Linked DNA regions of Mustela erminea: region 2 is linked to region 1. A link is a contact called in public Hi-C data. All regions are on one chromosome and are shown on one strand. The core of a region is the stretch at or near the end of the contact, and the rest is flanking DNA. Distances in the headings are between cores, read along the strand shown.

Evidence for each region. Hi-C and Micro-C count contacts between places; a contact is called where the count stands out from the background.
Region 2: a Hi-C map of spleen shows a contact between it and region 1, with 5 times the contacts expected there. The contact joins the promoter of SFR1 here to the promoter of SLK in region 1. A contact is called at or near these places in 2 of 3 Hi-C or Micro-C datasets (skeletal muscle and spleen).

What each region holds. Positions count from the first base shown.
Region 1 is chr14:67,312,833-67,319,363 of mMusErm1.Pri, reverse strand. SLK (STE20-like serine/threonine-protein kinase) reads right to left here and starts at 3,475. Exons shown (of 18, transcript XM_032311831.1): 1 at 3,299-3,475. The coding sequence starts at 3,448.
Region 2 is chr14:67,459,552-67,466,082 of mMusErm1.Pri, reverse strand. It overlaps SFR1 (swi5-dependent recombination DNA repair protein 1 homolog), which reads right to left and starts at 2,432. Exons shown (of 4, transcript XM_032313466.1): 1 at 2,352-2,432; 2 at 1,461-1,582; 3 at 425-835. The coding sequence starts at 1,556.

The DNA of each region.
Region 1 (6,531 bases), core at 2,226-4,725:
CTTATAAAAAGAATTACTTAGTAGTCAAAGATGAATTAAAACCATAATGAAAAAGTCACATCAGATTGTCAAAAATTAAAAATTCTGACAATACCAAATGTGGAAAAAAAGATGCAAAGCAAGGAAATACTCATACACTCCTGGTGGGAATGTAAATTGATAGTTTGGTATCACTAGTGATATTAAAGTTACACTACTCTATAACCCAGCAATTCTCCTCCAGAGTTAACTCTTAGCAAAACTTATATATAAATACACCAGAACTTGTATAACAGCTAAAACTGGAAAGGAATGATATATCCATTAATAGTACAATGGTAAATAATGGTGATATAATCATAAAATGGAATCCATGCAAAATGGAAATAAACTACAACTGTAGGTGATAACGATGAACCTCACACGCGTATTTCACTATTTTTTGAAAAAAGGCACATGTCCATCAAGGGCCATAAAAAGAATCACTTTCATCCAGCACACAGGAATTCAGTTTCTATTCAAAACATGATTTTATGTCAATCCAAACATAAAAAACTGTGAGAGATACTACATATCTTCGTTAATAAGTCAAATAATACTACATTTAAAAGAGAAAATAAATTTAAAATAGTGAAGATTTTTCAGGCAAGAAGGTAACTGTTACAGTTGTATAGTGCTGAACGGAGTCGAAGGAATACAACTGTATGACAGAAAAATGTTTCAAATAAACTAAATATGTAAATGAGATGATTGCCTGTTCACCATTGATCTTTGTAACAATTACTATTATTTATGAGCAAACGAAAGAATCAGTTTTAGAAACAGTTTTCTACTACATACTACTACATACAATATCAAGGTTTGCTAGCTTGTTCCTCCACAAAAAGGAAGTTTATAAATTTAAAATTTGTAGAGATCTTGGAAAACAAAAAAACTTTTAGGAAAAAGGCAAAACAGGCCATGTAAGCTTAAATTTTAAATTTTCTTTAAAAAAAAAAAAACTCAGAGCCCATTCCCTGGAAGTACAGAATAGTGAAATGAAAAAGTAAAATGCAAAGAACACATACTCTTTAAATATCACCCTTAAATAGTAATCAAGCTCACAATTATTATCTTTAACACAATTTTGTAGTGTTCAACTACATGGGGTAAGTCTCTTATTTTTTCAGAAAATTTTCAATTGATGTTTCACTATAGGAAGATATGTTACATTTTGCAGAAAGTGTCATTAAAAATGAAATCCCCACAATCTGCCTGTGCCATGGGAAAACAAGAAAATGGTTTACTATCTTTGTAGGCTCCTTTTCCTGTCTCATCCCATATTTTACTTTTGAGCTCTAAATGTAATTAACAGTAATTCCTACCACTCGCTGAGCCCTTCCACATGCCTTATCTTTATTCCTTTAATTCTCACACACTGACAAGCAAGTCTTACTGATGAGAAAAATTAGTATTTAAAAATAAGGAATTTGTCCAAGGTCACAGGCTGCTATTGAGAGAGCCTACATATATGGTCCAACTCCAGAGCCAGTGTAGCCAATACTACACTGTTTCTATTTGATAAAACATTTATACCATGAAAACTGCCCATAATCACCTAGCGCATTCTAACTACTGGATTCCATATGCCCTGAGGATTTATTTTTACCTTTCTTAGATAACTGCGTATTCACAGTATGATAGTTCGTGAAGGAATCTAAACAAATGTTTAGGAAAATGCAGAATTTTCCAGCTAAGAAAATGAAGACCCACAGAAGTTGTGTTCTGTTCAAGACCACAAAGCTTGTTTGTGACAGACGGCACTAAAAGACAATTCTTGACTCCCAAAAGTGATCTTCCCACAGCACTAAAAGCTCTTCCTGTCTTACTTACACTATACTGTAAGATCTTGCTGCAACCCATACTCTACCCTCCACACAAACAGTGAAGTTTATTTTGCCAACGTTGACAGCATAGGATAGCTTCAATACCATTCACATGCAGGTAACAAACGTTCTTTCAATCCAACAGATACAGAGATGCACCATGTGCTCAGGCAATACAGGAATATCACACAAATGTGTATCATAATTCTGGGCCCTAGTTTTATCATTAACTACAATATGTAACAAGTGCTATAGTAGCCATGTGACAACATGTTTTGAAAGCACACAGAGAGGAGTAGCTATTCCAGCTTAAGTGAAAAAATAAGGACTGGGAGCTGTGACAGGCATTTGAGGCAGGGCAAAGGCAGAAGTGTGATGATACTTAGGAGAAAAATGTTATCATTTCCACCAATGGACATTAAGTAAAAAACAACAGTAAGTACAGGGTCAGAAGATGAGAGTTCAAATCTAGACTGTGACTTAGGTGACTTTAAAAATTTTCTGAGTCTCAGGGTCTGGGGGTGGGGGGCCGAATTACGTGAAAGTGACTTAAAAACTGCAAAACCCTGTATAAAAGTAAGTTATTTATGTTTTCACTTCTAGGCAACCCTGTGGGTCCTTCCTCCTGAACTGAGTCTCATAAAAACCTCACCCTTCAGGATGAAAATATTCCAATGACATCATTCATACACTGCTTATGAAATAACAAACAGTTAACACTAATCCTTCACGTTGAGACATCAAAACTCAACTGAAATAAACATACATAAAAATATGTCTGCATATATGGGTATTTTTAAAAATTTCTTAAGCACTAGTATTGACTTCTAGTCAAGGACTGCTGTAATTATATTTAGAAACTAGTACCAGATGCAGGTTTTCTTCTGGAAAATTTCTATCAGAAATTCCACTCCGTTTTAGAGCATGCTGTCAAGCAACCAACTGAAGAAGAGCCTGCAAGCAGCAGTCACTCTGCTCTCATCCAAGAAGACGGGTGTGTATTAGCCATAGATAAAACCAAATACATGCGTCTGGACCCTAAAAGGGGACTGCTTTAGTCCAAGCATCCCATAAGTGAATGCGAACAGCTATAGACCAATAAAAATCCACTGAAAAGCAAACCGAGTTTCTGATTTTAAAAACCAGACCCCTCCTTTAAACTAACGAACCCCGTCGTTTCCTTTAAAGTTTGACAGAGGAGACTCTATAACCCTGCCTCCTTTTAGCTATTAGTCTCAACTACAAAACAGGCCCCATTTTGTTCAACCTTACACCCTCCGGTCTTAGCTACTCCTTGGATGAGAACCTCAATAAAGTTCTACTGTACCTTTACGAAGTCAAAAGAAGGGGCAAGAGACGGGAAACGGACCAGGGGAGCGAGAAATCCTCGTGCCACTCCGGACCAGGGGCAGTTTTATCTTAACAAGTGCAACTTCCCGTTTTCTCCTTCTTACCTTGTACACTTTTCCAAAGGCTCCGTCCCCCAGTTCTCCTATGATTTCCCAAAACTCCTCGGGGTTCAGATCCCTCTTCACATGTTCGTATTGCTTCTTCTTCTTCTCGCTCCCCAACTTGAAGATCTTACGGAAATTGAAGAAGGACATTTTTCCTCCTGGCAGAGTTCCTTGCACTTAAGGACTAAAGGCAACAATAAAAGGCAAAGTTTCTCCTCCCTCTTCTCCGCGCGAGCCCGGCGGGCGGGCGGAGACCGCGGGCGCGGGCTTTCCCGGCTCCCGCCGCTCCGGCCGGGCCGGGCCCCGGGAGGGCGGGGCGCGACGCGGGCTCCGGCCCTCGGGGCGAGGACGCGGGGGGGCCTTTGCGGGCTGCACGGGCGGCCCCTCCGCCGAGCCCGGCCCGCGTGCCGTGCGGGTGGGCGCCGGGCGCCCGGCCGGCCCTCAGGGGGCGGCACCTGCCCGGACGCTAGTCCCCACCCGGGCCGGCCCGACGGGTTCGAGCGGTCCGGACGTCCGCGGTCGCCGCGGCTTAGGCCCGTGTCACGGCGAGTCTCCTGGGGCGGCGACCACTCCGCGCGACGGACGCGGCCGGCGGCCCCCGAGCCGGGCAGTCGACAGGCCGAGTTCACCCGCCTCGGGCCACTAGCCCAGGGTCGCCTCCGCAACCGTCTGCTCCCGCGGCGCGAGGCCCGCGCGTCCCTTCGGCTCTGAGGCGCCGCCGCCGCCTCGCTCGCTCCCCAGCCCACACAGCCTCGTCCTGGAACGCGCGCAGACGCCGACGCCGCAACGCGCCCGCGCTCCCTCGGCCGCGCGCCCCGCTCTCCGCGCGCTCGCGCGGGGGCGTCCCCTCTGGCCCCGCGCACGCGCGTTGAGCTCTGCCTTGTGGCTGCCGGGAGGGGCTTGCGGGCCGCCTGGAGGGGCGTGGAGTATGGGCGCCGGGACTCCGAGCCCCTTGACGGTCGCTACAGGTTTGCCCTCCAAGCTCCAAATCTTTGTCAGCCCACCGCTCTGGTGGCTTTGCCGGGTGGACACGACCCTGTTGGTTGCGCTAGCCGATGTTGCCTCCGTTGTGGATCTGGAAAATTTATGTAAAGAGTGAAAGGGGAGCTGATGTTTGGGGCCCGAAGGTGGAACTTTTCCTCTCTAAGGGGTGCCAGAGTATTGTGAGAAGGGAGTCTGTTTTGTGGCTGGGAGCTTGGGAGCCAGAGCTTGCCAGCTCTGTGACCTTGGGCGGGTAACCTCTCCAAGCTTTAGTTTCTTCATGGTGAAATGCAGACCCGGGAGAGTTGTGGCGAAGAATAAATGAGGCAATAGATCTAAGCCCTTAACATGCTGCCTGCACAGGCAAATGTTGTTTTCGTTCTTGCTGTTGTACAAGTGTGCCGGTAAGAGAGGCATTGATACATAAATACAGCTTAAGCTCACTTCTCAAGTGATGACCGCGACACTCCCTGGAGGGTCATGCACCTTCTCCTATCCACTTCCACAGTCGTAACCCTGGTGCTACCCTTCGTGACTCCATCTGAACCACTGACTAAGAACTTCACTTCTTGACCTGGCTCCGGCCCCCTTGGGCAGCCTGAGTGGAAGACACCTAGGGCCCTGATGTGGGCGTTGGCTCGAGTAAGCGGCTGGTGACCTGCCTTCCCCTCCTCCCACAGACGAGAGCTCTTTCAGGCCAGTGATTTGTTGCTCATCTTGGTATCCAAGAACCTGGCAACCTTCCTGACATATAATGGCAAGGCAGATCCCTGGAAGGAAGGAAGGAAGGAAGGAAGGTAGGTTGGTTATTAGAGAAAATGTTGTGTTACTATCTATATAACACCCCCCGCAACCATTTTGCCCTCCAGCCCCAAAATGGCACAATAAACTCCTCTTTCAGTAAGGTTATGATGATTGTGGATTTTATTTTTTTAAGATTTTATTCATCTATTTGACAGAGAGGGAGAGAGAGATCACAAGTAGGCAGAGAGGCAGGCAGAGAGGCAGAGCGGGCAGGGGAAGCAGGCTCCCGGCTGAGCAGAGAGCCCGATGTGGGGGCTCGATCCCAAGATCCTGAGACCATGACCTGGGCGGAGGGCAGAGGCTTAACCCACTGAGCCACCCAGGTGCCCCTGATTTTATTTTCAAGATCCCCTTGTCTTTCAGATAGTTTTATTGAGGTATAATTGTTATGCAATAAGTTGCACGTATTTTAAATAAACATTTTAATGTTTTGAAAAATGTATACACCTGTGAAAACAATACCATAACCCATTCTAATTAGTGTCATTTATGTAGGTGGCACTACATGTAAAGGTAACATACTCATTATGGAAAATTAAGAAATGCGCAAGGAATAAAAAGTACTGTAATTCTACCATCCAGAGATAACCATTGGTAAGATACATACAGTATTTCCAAACAGAATTTTTTGGCTGTGCATTAACTTTTTTTTTTAACTGGGATAAAATTGTATTGCATATAAGAGTTTACATCCTGTACTTTTCATATTCCAGTATTATTAGTAATTATTTTCTTCCATCATGAGATATTTAGATTACTTAGAACTTTTCTCTGTTTTAGATAAAACACTGATAAATACTTTTGTTCACAAATACTTTTCCACATATTTGATTATTTCCTTGGGATAAATTGCCAGAAGTAGATTTGGGTCAAAGGGTATAAACCTGTTTCCTTTTTTTTTTTTTTTTTTTTTTTTGTTCTTTTAAAAACGGAAAACCCTTTACTGTTTTCTCAAATTAAAAGAGAGCAAGCATATTCTTGTTGTAAATTAATTCAAATAATACAGAAATTATCAACTACAAAGCTGCCTGTCATTTTCTCCTCCTGCGTTCCCCTCCCCAACTTCACCTCCATCCTAGACACTGTGAAATTTTAAGCCTATGAGCATCAGGGAACTTTGGGGATGGGTGTGTAACAAAAAAGTTCTAAAACTGGATGGTGGTCATTTTTTTTAAAGATTTATTTATTTCAGAGAGAGCACATGTACATACACAAGAGCATGGAGAGGGACTGAAGGGGAGGGAGAGAATCCCAAGCATACTCCTCACTGAGTGCAGAGTGTGAGGATGGGAGCCCCACAGACCACCAGATCCCACGACCATGAGATCATGACCTGAACTGAAACCAACAGTTGGATGCTTAAGTGACTGCACCATCCAGGCACTCCTGGATTGTGGTGATTATTGCACAACTCTATACATTGACTAAAAATGATTGGATTGTACACT
Region 2 (6,531 bases), core at 1,183-3,682, 150 kb before region 1:
TGCCTCTCTGCCTACTTGTGATCTCTGTCAAATAAATAATAAATAAAATCTTTAAAAAAAATTTTTTTTTATTGTACTTTGTGGTCTATTTTTAGCTTTTTTAATCATTCACTGGCAGCTGTCACTTTTGTTCTCACTGTACTTGATTCTATCATTTGATACTAATATTGCTACAGGCTGGAAACTAGAGAGAAAAACTTCAACTGCATATTAAATGAGAGCCGGGACTTTCTAAAGTTGTATCTGGTGTGTAGGAGCCTCTTCTACTCGAAATCTATGACTTACATTTGAGTTACAGTTGTTGGGAGCCAGGTTTCTCAATGTATGGCTTATTGCTTATGCTTAAATATTTTCTCTTTGAAATTACTTTCCTATCGCTTATTTAAAAATAAATATTAAGAAGTGGTTCTGAAATTATTCTCACCTTTGATCTATACATTTTGACCAGTTTTAGCCTCCGAAGAAGGTCTTCTTTCTCTTCAATCTGCTTCATCAATTTTGTTCTTTCTTCATTTAATCCCTGTTTGGGAAGTTCCTCATTCACAAAGTCACTCTGGAGATCACTGCATGACTCAGTATCAAGAGACTTAGATTCACACGCACTGATATTCTTGAAGGTATTTTTCAAATATGTACTTTCTTTGAATTCACCATCTTTGTGTTTAAAATTTTCCTGAAGTTCCAAACAGTTTTCTTCTGTTGAAGATGCTGGTTTCTCAGGAAAAGTCTGATCGTTTTCTTCATTCTCTACTTTAAGACGTTTTACCACATTGTAATGGGAATTAAATGAAGATCTAGTTTTCCTCAATCGTTCTCTAAGTGTTGCACTCATAGGCTGAAAAAAGCACAAAACATTAATCAAGAAAAACATTCCTGTGTAAACAAACCCACTAATAATAAAAACCTTGTATTTATTTGACAGAAGTGGTTGACACCACTAGATGGCTTTGTATCTCCACTTACCTGAAGTAACCGCCACAAAATGTAATTCCTGCAAGCCCTGTTAATTTCATTTTTGTTTTAGAAACGTCAGAACCCTTCTAAAACAGTGTTGAGACCCCTATCCTTGTCATCACAAATATCTGTTCAGCAACTAGCACATTCCTGACGCTAATGAATATTTCAGTTACAAATTAAGTAAAAGACCTAGATCCCTTCCACCAAAGACCTTCAGAATACTGCAGATTCAAACGTCCTCAATTTGGAATTTTGTAGTAACCTGATCGAAACGAAATGAAAATAACTGATTCAAGATGAAAATGGCGTGGGGGGGGTGGTGGAGTGGAGGGGGCGGGGATTATTTTAGGATAAAGACCTAAAATTATTTAATAGTTCGGTTATCTATTTACTGATCTACACATTATGTTAACTGACATTTTTTTGTAGAATTAAACCCACTACTGGCACAATATGTAGAAATACAGTAGCTCCAGCGAAAGAACTAAGTAAGATATTCTTACTTGTTTTCTTAAACTGCTTGTACGGGGAGATGGTGGGCTGGCGCAGGCCCGTGGAGTGCTAGGTAAAGTCACAGCTGAGTCGGACGGGCTTTCCATCTTGGAAATGAAATCTTCGCCTACCTCTAGGGAAAAAAAAAAAATCAGAATGTAAACAAAACTGATAAGGCGATATATTAAGTTTTTGTGAAAGAACTTTTTACTCTTGTACACATAACATCCACAAATACGCCAGCAACAACTTCACTTAGTTGTGATTCATTGTTGCTCTTTTTGCAGCTTCCCGTTTACTTTCCTAAGTAAGACTTGGTCCACGTGACTCCTGGTTTTTTCAGGACAAATAAGCATTTCACATAAACACTTGTTTTATCTATCAAAATATCCTCAAATCCGCCATTTGGGGGTAGCGAGAATAATTCTGTAATTCTTCGGGAATTCTTTAATTTCGTTACGCCGGCTTTATAATGAAATACAACTGAAATCTTGACTCGAAAAACATCATCAGACTTGTCACAGTACCTTAAACCCTACAAAGCTGTGTGACTAGCGCCAATGACCACTCAGGCCTGACGAACAAGGAACACAAGCGCAGATAAGCATACGCCCGTGTGTGTCGTTTAAGTGGCGAAGAGACCCTAGAAAAGAGTTGGCTTAAGCCGTCTTCCTCAAAGGCGTCCACTGTAATGGGGTATGAAGGGGAGCTGCTTCCTACCTCCCACCACTGCAGAACACCCACACTAGCCCTCCAGAGACCCCAGCTCACTCTCGCCCCCAGACCGCAGAAAGGGAGCGCTACTAGACTCCACCACAGACGTCCGAAGCAGCCCCACTCTCTCAGATATTCAGTCACTAACCGAGACTCCACCACCCTCCGCCATCCCCAGAGCACAGAACCTGCGCGCTGCCCCGGCGGGGCGGGACCGCGCGAGAGGCGGAAGAGACGCGCGATAGGCTGAATTGACCGACGCGCGCAGCTCCGCGGGGCTGGGCGCTCTAGAGCGGCGAGACGGCGCGCGCCCGCACGCGCGGCCTCCGGGGACCGCGAGGAGGCGGAGGCCAAGCGGGGTCACGCGAGGTCCGTAGAGACGCGTGATTGGCCCGGTGGACTGACGTTTTCCGCTCTGCTCCGCCCAAGGGCGGAGCACGGCGGAGTGTTAACGGCGCTGTCTGCGCGCGGCCGCGAGCCTCAGCCGCGTTGGGGGCGGGCCGGGGCAGAGTCACTGAACGCCAGACGGGTGGATTTTCAGTGCGCTGCGCTTCTCTTCGCGGCTTCCCCCCCACCTCCTCTTTCCAGGCCTTGCCTTCCTAGTTTTTGTGTGTGTGAACTACGCCTGGGCGTGCCCCTCCCCCTTCCCTAGGTTTTCCTGTCTTCGCTGCCGCCCCCTCCCCCCCGCCGTTAGTCTCTTGTCCTCACTCCCCACACGAAACCTCCGTCTTCACACCGGGCAGGACCCGAAGCCGCAGACCGGGCTCCGGGTTAAATGTAGGGCGCTAAACTCTCGTAAAGCAGAGACCGCAAAAGAGGGGAGCGCTGGCTTAGGCGGCCTGTTGAGAGAATCCGACATGTTAGAAATCGCTCCAAGAGGCCCGGCGGATGGGTCGAGCTCTTCTCCAGTCACTGATGTGCAAACGGCGCTTCTCTCACAGGTTTTCTACTGCATCTACCCCCACATTTAGATTCTGTAGCTTGGCTTCAAGTCTGGTCAGATTTGGGTCCAACCCCTTTGGGCTACACAGGAAGCAGACCAATCACTGAATGAGATTGTGTTGGTCCTGAATTCAGATGTTTGTTTCTGTTTTTTCCAGAATCCTGATGTTGGAGGCAGATCTAGCCCTTGCTGAATACTGGGCAGCGCCTTCGTCGAAAATCGTCGTCCCGCGGGGCCTCTGCCGGATCTGTCGCCAGAGCGAACGTCTTGATGGGGAGGGGGCGGGGGGAGCTGAGTTCGAGCCCCGCCTTAGCTGTAGAGATTACTTTTAAATATAAAACGTTAAAAAAAAAAAAAAAAAAACACCTCGCTTCCTGGTAGCAATGTTCTGTTGCTGTGCAACAACAAAGTTAAATAAATCGGGTGGAGCATTGGGTTTGGGGAACGACAATTAGTAATTTCTGAGTCACCTGGAAGTTGGGAATTTTAAGGAGCTGGTGTTTAAAACCTAATGAATGGCTTTTTTTTTTTTTTCAGATTTTATTCCTTTATTTGACAGATAGTGATCACAAGTAGGCAGAGAGGCAGGCAGAGAGAGAGAGAGAGAGAGAGGAGGAAGCAGGCTGCCCCCAAGCAGAGAGCCTGATGCGGGGCTCGATCCCAGAACTCTGGGATCATGACCTGAGCGGAAGGCAGAGGCTTTAACCCACTAAGCCACCCAGACGACCTGAATGTCCATTTTAAACGTTGATACTGTCTCTTTGCAAAGAGCTAATAGCTTAGAGGTGCCAGGACCCTGAGGAATTAACTGAGCCCTAAGTAGTCAGATCCAGAGAAACTGAAGACAACCCCGTGCAGTGATTAAGGACCTAAACCTTGGAGGCGATTTGCCCAGGTTCGAATCCTGACACCATTATTTTATATGCTTTGTCAAGTAGTGTCTCTATGCCCGGGTTTCCTCATCTGTAAAAACAGGTATAATAATATCAACCTCCTAGGGATTGGAGGATTAAATGAGAATTCATGAGGGGCAAGGAAAACAGCAGTAGATATTTAGGACCCACTCCATAATTGTTATTTTATAAATGCTTCTATATTCACCATTCCTTAATTGATACAACAGTATGCATGGTAATTCTTTTATCCTTCTGCTTTATCTCCCCAAAAAAGGCCAGATTTTTTAAAGATGCTGTAATCCATAAAACCCCACACAATTTAAGCTGAAAGTAGCAGAAAACTTGGTGGCTCCATATATAATTAATATATATTCCCCTTCTAAATTTTAAAAAATTGAGTAAATTAACCTCAAGGAATTTACAAAATGAAAGAGAGAACTCACGATTTTCTTTTCTTTTCTTTTCTTTTTTTAAGATTTTATTTACCCACCTGAACGAACACAAGCAGAGGGAATGGCCGGGGCAGAGGGAGAAGCAGACTACCAGTTGAGCAGGGAGCCGGCAGAAGGGGCTGGATCCCAGGACCTGGAACCAGGACTGGAGCCAAAAGCAGACACTTAACCATGACCAACCCAGGTACCCCAAACTCATGATTTTCTGACACAAGTGTTACCACATCAAGCCACAGGTCTGTCTGTACATTTATTTCTCCCTGAACTCATCCATTGGCATCAGTTACTCACGCTGAAAAGAGCAGACTGATTTGTCCTGACACTAGAAGCACAATGCAGACTCTGCATATTCCTTATACCTTGGGGCATAAGGTTGGGTTGTTTTTATGATTCTCTAAAATCAGCTGCTCCAAAATCCTTTTATCAGGACAGCCCAAGCTTAGAGCTGTGTTTTTGCTGGCTGCATAAAGGAAAACAACATCTTGCCTGGCAGATGTTCTGACTTGCTTATTATGTGAACTGCTATATTAAATGGGATTGTTTTGGCCAGATTTTCAAAGAACTTCAGAATAACTATTCAGAAAAACCTGTATTTTAGAAATGTGCATTTTTTGACCTACATCTCTGGCTTCTATGTGTTGTTACAACTGAATGATCTTCCCACATTTAAGTTTGTATTTTACTTACTCCAGTGACATCCACAAGTGGAAACATAGCTTCCACTCTCGACTTGGTGTAAGGAATCTGGAATATAGCCCTCATACAGTTTTCATTTTATCTTTAGATAAAGCCTCGCAAACACTTCCATGACTTTAAGTGCCCAAAATCTATGTAAGTAGTTTGTTGTTTGTGAAAAAGGACATTGTATGTTACTTGAAATTTTTCAGGGTGGGAAAAACACTGCCCTAGAGAGCCAAAAGGCAAGGGCTCCTTATTCTACCATAGAGAACAATTTGAACAATAGAATTCTATGATAATAGTAATTAATATTAACCTAAGGCAGGCTTTCCCTGTGTTTTTAAATTTCTCCAATACCCAAGGCTACTGTTAGCTACTTTGTTATTCATTAGGGAGTGGTGAATGTTTCTTTCCTTAGTCTGTGATTATTGTCAGTGGGATGATGACATAGGCCTAAAAATCTTTATGAGGCTTTTTTATTCTTTTTTAATGACAAGAAGAAAATAGTCTTTCTCTCTTTCTCCATATAAACCACACACACACACACACACACACACACACACACCATGGTTAAGGCACAATTTAAAATTTCATTGCTTTGGGTTTCTTTATTTTAAAATTCTTAGGTGTAGCATTATTTTATAAATCTTAACGGTAATCTCAGAGTGACCTAAATTCCATTCCATTGACTTTTCTGTATTAATACCATTTTTATATTATGTAGATATACCTAGTATCCATAGATTTTTTTTTAACAACTAAAAATATAAGTATACATTTGTGGGGCACCTGGGTGGCTCAGTGGATTAAGCCTTTGCCTTCGGCCAGGACATCCTGGGATCAAGCCCCACATCGGGCTCTCTGCTCAGCAGGGAGCAGGGAGCCTGCTTCCCCCTCTCTCTCTATATGCCTCTCTGCCTACTTGTGATCTCTCTCTCTCTCTGTCAAATAAATAAATAAAATCTTTTTAAAAATAAATAAATATAAATATAAATTTGTAAAACATGATTAAAATCTAATTGGGTGAGGTATTGTATAAAATCCACATGCTTAAGTTGATTTATAATGTTCATTAGGGCAAGTTAAGCAAAATTTAATACAAATTTATAACACTCACAAAAACTCTCCTAAATTCTCTTAAGTGGCTTTCAATATTTCTTCTGACATTTCTATATAAGTTGAAAATCAAAAAACCTCCCTATGTTTCTCTTGCCATGAATTCAACTCCTGCAGACCTATCCATGGTAAAGAAGATGTGTTTTAGTGTTGTCATCTTATACATTTCCCTTTAAATGACTGACAGACTATTTCTATTTCTTTTCTTTAAAGACCTCCTATGGAATTCTATAACGTATAATTGATTGATTTGTAGAGACTGTTGAAGACTTTTTTTTAAATC